2 separate regions of the Anser cygnoides genome follow, and region 2 is linked to region 1. Evidence: chromatin contacts called from public Hi-C data. All regions are on one chromosome and are shown on one strand. Each heading gives the region's core, a stretch centred on a gene start, on an enhancer-like site or on the middle of the called end of the contact. The rest is flanking DNA. Distances are from core to core; before and after follow the strand shown.

What was found. A called contact is a pair of places that touch in the nucleus more often than the background predicts.
Region 2: a Hi-C map of liver shows a contact between it and region 1, with 2.2 times the contacts expected there. The contact joins two enhancer-like sites. A contact is called at or near these places in 2 of 7 Hi-C or Micro-C datasets (both in liver).

What each region holds. Positions count from the first base shown.
Region 1 is chr12:17,552,873-17,558,162 of Taihu_goose_T2T_genome, reverse strand. It overlaps SALL1 (spalt like transcription factor 1), which reads right to left. Exons shown (of 4, transcript XM_013195655.3): 4 at 5,117-5,290. Among named protein-coding and RNA genes, the nearest start is that of SALL1, 19 kb to the right of the region's middle. Within about 2 kb of position 2,717, at least 2 of the 3 cell types and tissues checked have open chromatin away from gene starts, as enhancers often do. A contact at or near this core is called in liver, where this site is marked.
Region 2 is chr12:17,683,210-17,688,499 of Taihu_goose_T2T_genome, reverse strand. No RefSeq gene overlaps it. Among named protein-coding and RNA genes, the nearest start is that of SNX20, 140 kb to the left of the region's middle. Within about 2 kb of position 2,074, at least 1 of the 3 cell types and tissues checked has open chromatin away from gene starts, as enhancers often do. A contact at or near this core is called in liver, where this site is marked.

The DNA.
Region 1 (5,290 bases), core at 1,468-3,967:
CTTCTACCTTAAAGCCTTATTTACCAAGTAAAAGGAAAAAAAAAAAATCACACTGTTTTTGCAGTAATATGAATAAAGAGTGCTTATATGATTTATTCTACCCATTTAAATAGGGAGGGGCGAAAGTGTCAGGGAACAAAAGTAATCTTCTGGATGGAAACAGAAAGATAGTTACATCTTAAACTACCTTGGACACTTCTAGAGAAATTGTTTGTGCAGTGCTCAGACACTCAGTGTAAGAAACCAAAACAGGTTGAACAGACTTAAGCAAGGGACTAAATTCATTTAGGGTTGTCAGCACCAAAGGTGTGTGCTGGTATTATGGGATCCCCACAACCAAGCTAACCATCACAAACAGCCTCATCCTCCTCAGCAGCTCTGACATAACTTGCCAACAGGACTTGGTCTTCAGTCTGGGCAACTAAAGCCTACAAACCTTTGAAATCGGTTATGTCTCTCCCTGTAATTTACTATTTGCTAGATTCTCTAGCCAACAGAAAGATAAAAGTTCATATGAACACATACTTAGCATTGAAGATGATTATCCCCTTAACTACTGTACACATGGAACAAATGTTGGCTTCACTATGTATTAAGTGTCACTTTAAAATGCCATTGAAAGGAAGACAATTTAGAATCATTCACAGCTAAAGAAAGCTCAAAACAGATACTGGTCTGAAGAAAGTCTTAACATTATTCATCTGGTTACTCTCATTGGCTCAGCTTTCTATTGATAAATATTTCTATTTTTCATGGAAAAAAAGCATCAAAAACAAAGCGGTGACCAGGGGGGCTAGATTTATGATGTTGTGCTTGACCACTCCACTTTTTTCTTTCCATATTCAGTCCCAAATACTGCTTGTGTTGCACCACCTGATGCCAGGTGCTGCAGGGCTTCTGCTACACCCACCTGACATTGTGATGATGCATTTTTAAAACCTTTAAATAAAAAAAATAGACCTTTGCACTTCAGCACTGCCCCGATCAAAAGAGCTGTCTTTACAGATGTCGCAAATGCCTGCTAACATGGAGAGACTTCTTTCTCAGAGAAGGAAATGACACCAGAAGTTTCAGGGCAGAAAGTTCCAATAAGGACCTTCCTTGTTTGCACTCACGATTGAAACTGACATAGGCATGGACATACTTTTGGTATTCATCTAACCAGATGGAAACTGCTTTCCAAAAGTTACAGTAACTTCCGAAAGTTAAGAAGAGCCTGCAATTTGGCTTAGATTAGTTAACTGCTATGGAAAGGAAGATGTCATCACTTCCTCACTCTACAACCGTCCAGTAGGAGTTCTCACAGGTACACTGTACGCAGTCATCTGTACACAAGCCCATGGCCCCAGCCACCATGCACAGCATTGCAGAGGATGCCTTCAACACCTCAGTTTTCACCAGCTCCCTCAGTGCTAAGTGGACTTGATCATTAAAAGATTTCTCTTTCCCCCTCTCCTGTGCTCACCTGTAGTGCTCCTCTTCCCATGTCATTAAATGATTTTGCCTCTTAAGAGCTATAGACTGAGGATTAAACAACAAAAAAAAAAAATCTAAAGAAAAACAGAAGATAAAACAGAAACTGAAGACACTCTTGGTAGGACAAAGCTATAATATGATCTGTGCCTGGAACTTAATTTCAATCATTGCCGTGCTCGCACCCACTTACTTGTGAAGCACTCCCGTCACTGCACATGGTTCAGGAACTCCCAGTATCTCGTGTCTCTAGAACGAGGAGATCTTCCCAAGGAAGAATCACTGTGCACATGCCATTTCATAGGCATCTGCTAGGCCATTGCCAGTAGTGGCAGAGGGACTGGCTCCAGGTTGCCGTTCTGATATTAACTATAGCCTATATGTAAAAAACAGAAATACTAAAATCAGAAAAGTGAACATAAACATACCTATCAGTAACTCTATTCTCAGCTGAAAGTGCACGTTTTCCAACTATTCCTGTTCTTCCCTAAAGATAGATATTTCCAAACCTCTATTCCTCCTTAACATTTTTGTCTAGAGATAGGTGTATATATAAGAGATTTTATTGTACGTGAAATCTTTAAGTCATTCTATTTCAGCTCAACAGCTAAAAGACATATTGCTTCTGGCTTGTGTAAATAACTGCACCCATTTATTTGCAAAACATTATTTTAACTTCTGTCAATGCATATTAATGAGGGAAGGAAACCAGATAGAAAATGATACTTTGATTAAAAAATAAAAAAATTGAGAAGTACTGCAGTCTGTCAGGGAGACGGAAAAAACAATAAAAGATGCACAGTCACACCTTCACTTGCGAAGTAAAACTGGCCTCCTGCAAAGATGCAACCAGGTAGCTCACAACTTGAGGACTCCCAAAAGCAGAAATACCACCACCCCGCCCCCCCCAAGAAAAAAGTCAGACCAAACAGCACCTGTTGCATTTGGATGGTCAGCAAATATTCTTTTCAAAAGAGGGTGGAAGAGATCTGGGGACTCCTGGGGCAGGGAGGGCTTGCAACCTGTCCCTGAAGAAGTCTCAAATCACACCCCGGCACAGGGGGCAAGCAGAAATCCATCCACCTTTTCCCCAGACAAAAAGCATTTGGATTTGGGCATCATCTGCACGTGAACCAAGCCAGGCAATTTGCTGCCCCCCCGCCACCCTTCCCGTCACATCCCCACCTCGTCAAGAGAAGCCTCGCTCCTGCCCTTCCGAAGCGGCGCTCTCTCTCCAGCCTGCTGGGTCCTTTCGGCCAGCCCCCCCACCCCCTCCCAGCCTTTCGCTCCCTCTGCCCGCAGCTCCCCGGGGTGCCCGGGGAAGCGAAGCGATACGGGGCCGGCGGCTCCTCTCCGCCAGCCGCTGCCGGGGGCAAGCCGCCTTCTCTCCCGGGACAGCCCCCGGATCCAGGGGGCTACACGGGGGCTACCGGCGGCAGCCTCAGCCCCAGGCTTTGCTCGGGCGGCCTGGGCAAGTTTCGCCCGCTACCAGCCTCGTTTTTAACTAAATCACGTCTCTGGGTGAGGAAAATTACTCGTGTCGATTAGGTGAATGCGCTCAACGATCGTTGGCGCTTAGGAAAAGAAAAGGAGAAGAAAAAAAAAAAAAAAGACGCTGTGCTTTATTTTAATGGATCATAAAATTGCGATGGGCGGGAAGGGAGCACGGAAAGAAGGAAAAACTTTGTTGCTAATGAGAAAAACGCGGCCGCACGAACAGGACTGTAAAGGAAAATAAAAGTGCTGTTCCTTACAGGATTAACGCCATGCTGGTGACCAGGCGACATCGAGACGATGCAGGCACCTTTGTGCGCCTGCCAGGGGGCGGCTTCGGGGAGAGGTAACTTCCCCCGGCCCCATGTCAAGTAACGGGAAACTTAACATCCTCCTTTCCCAGACTGAATTATCCCCCCCACACACACACCGTACCTCCCAGCTTCTCGGTTCCTCGACGGCCCCGGGACGGGGCTGGCGGACGGCGGGGACCCCCCTCGCACCCACCTTCGAGGTCTGCGGCTAATCGAAGAGGCGCCAGCTGCCCCCGGGCAGGGTTAACTGGAGAGCAGCCGCCCGCCACCACCTCAATCAGGCAGCCGGGGGGGAGCTCGCCCTTCGCAACCCGCCGCTGCCCCCGGGCCGGGCTCCCTGAGGAAACGTCCGCCGACAGGCAGGGGGGAGATGAGGGGTCTGCCGCCCCCCGGGGGCGCCTCACCTGGGGCGAGGAGCGGGAGTTCCCCGGGGCGGCGCCCACCTTCCCTCCGCGTCCCCTCAGCGGGCGGGGGTTACCTCAGCCGCGCCCAACGGTCACCCCAACGGTCACCCCAACGGTCACCCCCAACGGTCGCTCCCAACGGCCACCCCCAACGGCCACCCCCAGCCGAGGGGCGCAAACCTAAGCTTGGTTCCAAAGGAGAATTAGTTAGTATTTCGTTGATAAAAGCATTAAAGTCTGTTTAATTTACCTTTTTCCGAGACCGAGCGGTGACTCGAAATTTTTAAATATTCACATTGACAAGCCAGCGGGCTCTAGCGTACAGCTTACACACGAACAGAAACACGTATCGTATACCGGAGGAACTGTCGTGTTCACACAGGGAAAAAAAGTTCTAAAGATGTGGAGTCCGAGAGGTATTCAGGCTACAGCGTTTCTACTTTACTAAGTATTCATAATCATGGTAAAATTCCTCAGGAAAAGTTTTTCTCACCCCATCACTTCAGTGTTAAATACTCTGTCATGCCCCAATTGCAATTCAAGGTACTGGGTGGGGGGACAGCAAGGAGATTACTTCTTCTAAAAGGCAAGCAACTCCCCCCATACATACTGATATCAAAGGAAATCCCACAAAGCAAAATACCTGAATTTTGGAATTGTAAACAAAATATATGTTATATACACAATGAACATAACATTGGTCATTCCTGTTGTGTTTTTTTTTTTTTTGTTTTTAAAGCATCTATAATTTGAAGGCAGCCAAGCTGATTTTTTTTTTCATAAATAATAATGTTAGGGAGATAAAACTCTACCAGATGAAAATACTGAGCTGGATTCTGTCCCCAAACTCCCACTGAGGTTAACGATCATTGCAGGTGCATAAGGGAAGCCAAATCATGTGCAAGGCCAAAGCAATTTTTTTTTTTTTTTTTTTTTTTTTTACAATCAAGTTATAAACTCCATATAATACATGGAGACTTGCAAGTGGACATCTTAGCACAGATATAGCAGCGTAAGCATGCCACAAACATAGAATCTCGTAGAATAAAATTAATATCAAATATAAAGCATTTGAACCAAATCAAGCCTTAAATGTGATAAAAAGTATTCCCTTCAAAGGAAACTTACCTAGGCCCAATAAGGTCTTTGCTAGCAGCAATTTTTTTTTTAATAAAGAAATGAAAAATGCCAAAATATCTACAATTTTATGAGAAGGCGTAGTTGATTAGTTAAGGAGAAAGTTTCCATTATTAGGGAGTATGAAAAATATACTAGCAATTAATATCCAATACATATATGTATACCCATACTTACAAATATAAACACACACATACACCCTGGACAGTTCATGTTAACCAAGGGAAAAGCTAAATAATACATTCAAAGTAATTACTAAATACAGGTACACTTTAAAAACACAAAGACAGCAAATTTTATCTGTTGCAAAAATGTATTTGATTACTCGAGTAAAATTACAGTATCTCTGCTGTTAGTAAGTATTAAATGTTAAAGAAACTGGACCTCTTTTTCCTTTCAACTTTCCAAGAAAGTGCATGTAACAGTCCAAGGTTCCCCCTGCCCCTCCCCCCATACCTAATATAAAAT
Region 2 (5,290 bases), core at 825-3,324, 130 kb before region 1:
TGCCTTTCCTTGTTCACTGAAAACCTATTTTGAGTTAGGCATGTTTGTAGATATAAAGCAGAATTTCAAAGACATTTGACAAATTTTGAAGTGACCATTTCTTCCTATTATTGCATGCATTTTGAGCATATTCTTTGTTTGACTTTTTGTTCTTTTTAAATGTTAAGAAACTGCAAAATTCCATCTTCATTTGTTTGTCAGTAGGTTAAGTCAGAAACACCAGAAACAAATTTCCTAGGTTTTAAGACAGGCTTACTATTTCTCTCCTGCTACTGAGCTCTACTTTAACTATACCAGTTTTACAACTCCATCTGTTTTCCAAGGGAGAAGTATTCAATAGGTAATATTGATGGACTGATATAAATTATCATATAATAAAATTCCTTTTCAATTTCTAAAAAAAACTTGGCTCTGTACTTCACAAAAAGAAGGAATAGAATAAAAAAAAAATTAACAAGTGTAGGACTCAAATTAACATAAAACTACCTGATAAGTCTCAGTGTGAGTCAAAACCAATCTTGAAGACTTAAGGTATGGAAATCTTCTTTTTTTTTTTTTTTCTGTTTTTTTCTGTTTTCAATAAGTGGAAAGGTAATTCCTGCAGTAAATAAACAACATTTAGTATAGCATGTATGTAGATGACAGAAGGTGCGATTTACTGTGACAGCTGGTGAGGAATAGATGTAAAATGCAAAGATTTTTTTAAATAGTACAATGAAACATAAACGTATTCTTTGTAAAATGTATTTAGTGATTAACATTTTTTATTAGCCAGCCTTCTTCTGTAAGTACTTTACCCTTTATATAACAGTGTGTGGACAAAGGAGTCTAAGCAAAAAATCTCCATGGGTACTGCCTGCCCCCATGTTTTTACTATCCTGCTACCAAAGAGGTTAATCGTTTGGAACTGCATACTTTAAAAGAAAGAACGAAAGAAAGAAAGAAAGAAAAAAAAAAGATAATGACTTGCTTGGAGTTTAATTTACTTGTGTCATTATACAATAAATACCAAGCTGAGTTCTCACAGTCTTAGTCATTAACCTCAGATAGGACTTCAGCTTAAAATGCATTCCTTCATCTTTGATATGTTTCATGAATACACTTGTAGATATTTTAACTACAATTTCAAATATGCTGAAGAGACAAAAAAATCCAAGGCCCCTCAACAGCCAAGCTCTCTGACACCTTTTAACTTTTGGATATAATATGACCACCCAACTCAGCTACCAGAACACTCTCTGAAAGCAGAACAGAAGCTCTGCAATAAGATATTTTTGATTAGGAAGCCCAGCTCAGTTTCAGAGAGCTTATTTGTACAAAGAGCAGGGCAGGGGTACCGGAACAAGGCAAAATAATCTGATATGGTATTGATTTTTTTTCCAGATTTCCTATCGTTACAGACTTCTCAGGGCCATGGCAAAATATTTCTAGTACTGAATTGCAGATTCTGATATAACATTAGAAGATTACCTCAAAAAATATAATCTGGTTCAAAAAAAATTAGAAACAATTGACCCAGCAGAGAGAAGACTTCATGGGCTTTATAATTGTGAGTGTCTTGTTTAGGGGAGGGAAGAATGAGAAATCCTTCCTATTCCTTTGGATTTTGGAAATATTTACATTGTCTTTCTTCTCTGGTATTTCATCCTAACTGAAAAGTGAGGAGTTAACGATTGATCTGGAGCTTGGGAAAAGCAGTCAAGCAGAGGACCACTGAGGACAGGGTGAACCCTTTAACCGTATTGCCTGAGAAAGGCAGCACTTGGCAATCTTTTTCTGGCAATGATAATGTCATAGGTAAACTATTTGCTCTGGAATCTAAACCAGAGCACCACGTTTAAACCACCTGCATCTAAAATGAAGATAAACATGTTATGGGGATCTCCCCTTTTACTTATAGGCCTGAAGGGAACATATGATTTTTAACGGACCTGGGCAAACTCCTCATTCTTAATAGCATACCATTCAAATCACAACAAAATTCAAACAAGTGTAATGACTGTTTTTATTCTGCCTGAAGTCATCCAGTCCTAAAATTTTATCCAAATCTCATTGTTAAGCAGCATACACTTTATATTTCTATAGATAGAAAAACATTATCAACAATTACTGTTTTTTTAACACCTTGCAGCTTTTATATAGTTTCTTCTATATATAAGGAAGAAACACATTAAACACTGCGTGAAACTAACACCAACAAAATTTATAAAATATAGAAAGGTTGGAGTAGAGAGGGCAGGAAATCAGTTAAATTGCAGATTTAAAAATTAAGACACATTCTTTGTTAAGGGGTATGGAAAGGATACAAAGGAGAAAGAGTATGTACCTTTAATTTACTTTTTTTTTTTTTCTCTGAAGACAGAATTGCAGAGAAGACTTTGCTTAAAGCTGCATAGATCGTTAACATAAATGTTGAGAAAACATGATTTTCATCTAAGTATTACACATTGGAATAGTAATGCCTGCTATATTCTAGATGTAGGCAAATGTTTATTCAGGCACTGGTATGCACCGAAACAACATCCATTAATTACAGCTAAGAAAGAGAGTGAGCAAAGACTGCTCTGTGGTAGATCCCAAGTCACAAGGGCTGCAGTACCATCTCGGACCCATGCCACAGCCTTTCAAACATGGGCTACAGGATTTCGTGGAGTGGGCTGTAACATCCTAAAGGGTGACATAGACTTCATGTATGACAGTGAGGAAAACCACACGAAAATAATTTCAAGAACAGCTCCTACGTCAGAACTACAACACGAGATCTGCTGGGTGACTCAAGTTTCCATTTCTGGAAAAGACAAACTACTTTGGACTGCCTAGCATGCTTTTGTGTATTCAGCTGAAATATGATGGGAGGGAAGATTATTATTATTATTACAATATCCATTTGAAATATTCCAAACATTTAAATACTAAAAGTTACCTGTAAATTGCAGACAAACTTGTTGCATGTTGTGTTATCACTGCAGATTGAACTCTTGTAGGATAAAGGTCCAGCATGCTTCAAATATTTCTTAGTCTTTTTTGGACAGCCAAATATGAATAACAATTTATTTTGGCCAAAAAGACTAATTCCAGGTGAATTTATATCCTTAATGGGAGATTTGCCATAAAAAACAAGAAGGGGATATAGCTATAAGAATCAGTGTGTTCTAGTCAAAAGTGGAATATCTTAAATCAAAAGTTACAGTAAACTTAAAGGTTCCTGCTAATCCCTTCTATTAAATCTTTAACATGACAAACTAGAATTCATGTCTTCTACTTTATTAAAAGAAAGGCAACCACTAGGATAAAATAATATTGAGAAATAAAATTTACCTTGGATTAGTTTCATGCAAACATAAAAAATCGACTTCTCAGAACTCACAGGAAAAAACACAATATAGTTAATATTAAATACAATGATTATGCAACCTATTACTTTTACAGTTTGTGCTCTTGTGCCCTTGATTTCAGCCCTGTTTTGCTTATGATTAATGAATGACTCACCTTGTACTCTTTCATTTATTTCATACCTCATTTTGAATTTTAAAAGGTCATTTGTTATTTGAAAATAGAAAAAAACATGAATGGAAGTTGACCACTTTTCATAAATGCCAATGACATTTTTATAAATAAATTGCCAGTGCCCAGTATCATACCTCTTTTTAACTATTTACATTTTCTTACTACTATAGATATAATTTCAAAAACTGTACAGGGTATAGTCCCATATAGTAACAGGTGAAATGTCTGCACATTTTATGTGAACATCGGGAGTGCCTATGCACTCCCTGTACAGTCATTCTCACTCATAAATCCTTGAATGACACCTGATCTACATAACTCTTTTCTTTTTTAAATTGTCAAGATGCTACACTACAATTTCCCATGGTTTCTCATTTGTTTAGTTTGGAATATTATTTTACAAGGGTTTGATACTCTGTGGTGGTTTTAAAACCACTAATTTTTTTTTGGTACTAAACCCAAGGTTTCGTACCAACAGTTCACAGTACTTTTTTTTTTTTTTTAGCTACATCCTTTTTTTCTGTTTTGATAATTACTTTTAACTACAGCATTTGGTAGTCTCAAAATACTTTACTGAGAAAAAAAAGTCTTGGGTCACATCCATGCTAAATCACATTCTGTGAGACAATCAAAGGCATAAGGCAAAGGCCAGCTTTTCTCTCTAATTTTCTAGAGGTAGATTCTTAAACCAAATGGGCATCACTGTCAGAAGACAACAGTTACCATAAAAAAACACCTATGATCAACTGATAGCTTGAGAAATAGATCATATCTGCAGAAGCTCATAGTAATTCCATTCAAGAGAGTCACTGTCACAGCTGGCAACCTACGCTGTGGAACTTTGCGGTGGCACAGAAATCTCCTTTTGGACAGAGGGTGATCAACATTCTTCACAGCGTTCACCTCTAGGACCGTGTAAAAACAGGGCCTGTGCTGTCTACAGAGCAATGGCCTGTGAGGCTGTTTATAGCCTGGGGTACACTCCAGGCCCTGTAGACATGCCCAGGCTAACTTTAAACTGGATAGTTTGGTGATTTCTGGCAGTTCAAAGTTTCTCGATGTTCAAAGTTCTGCAAGGGACCTCACTGTAAAAAGGTTACCTCTAATTTACCAGTGACATTACCATATTTACCAGTGACTAAATTACCTCTGATGCTCCAGTGACAGCTGCACCCAGCTCCTTCTGCAGAAGATAACCTGTCTTCATGCCATGCCCTGTTTGGAGTCTGGCTCATAACGTGTACACAGCAGCATCTGCACCTACTATTTTTGCCCGGTCATATTTACAGCTGGATTATGGCTGTGAGGTTTATTCAGGTGAGGTTTATTGAGGCTGGATGCTGAGGCTCCATCTGACTGAGGGCAAACCAGAGTCCATGGACTTTAGAAACAGAAATATAAAAATCAACCCCAACCAACTGCATACTTCTTTGCCCTGTACAATATGCATGGCTGTTTGTGGTGCCAAGTTCAATAACTTAAATGTTGTGTCATCACAAAAAATAATATAACTGAACATGGTTAGTAACTGCAGCCTGACCTTCAGCCTCGGATTTGCTTAATATTGTAGCTTTATGTTTTCCCCCAATTTGTTCAGAACTCTTTGTACCATGGATTATTAATCTATAACTAAACATCGTCCTTGGTGTTCATCTAGATGACGATATTTGGAACCAAAGCAAATCTATTATCTTTTCTTTGAATTTTGTAAGCATGTTTATTCAAAGCTTTTATTCAGGTTCTTCTTCCAAAAATTTCAGTGCAAACTGTACAAGAAAAAATG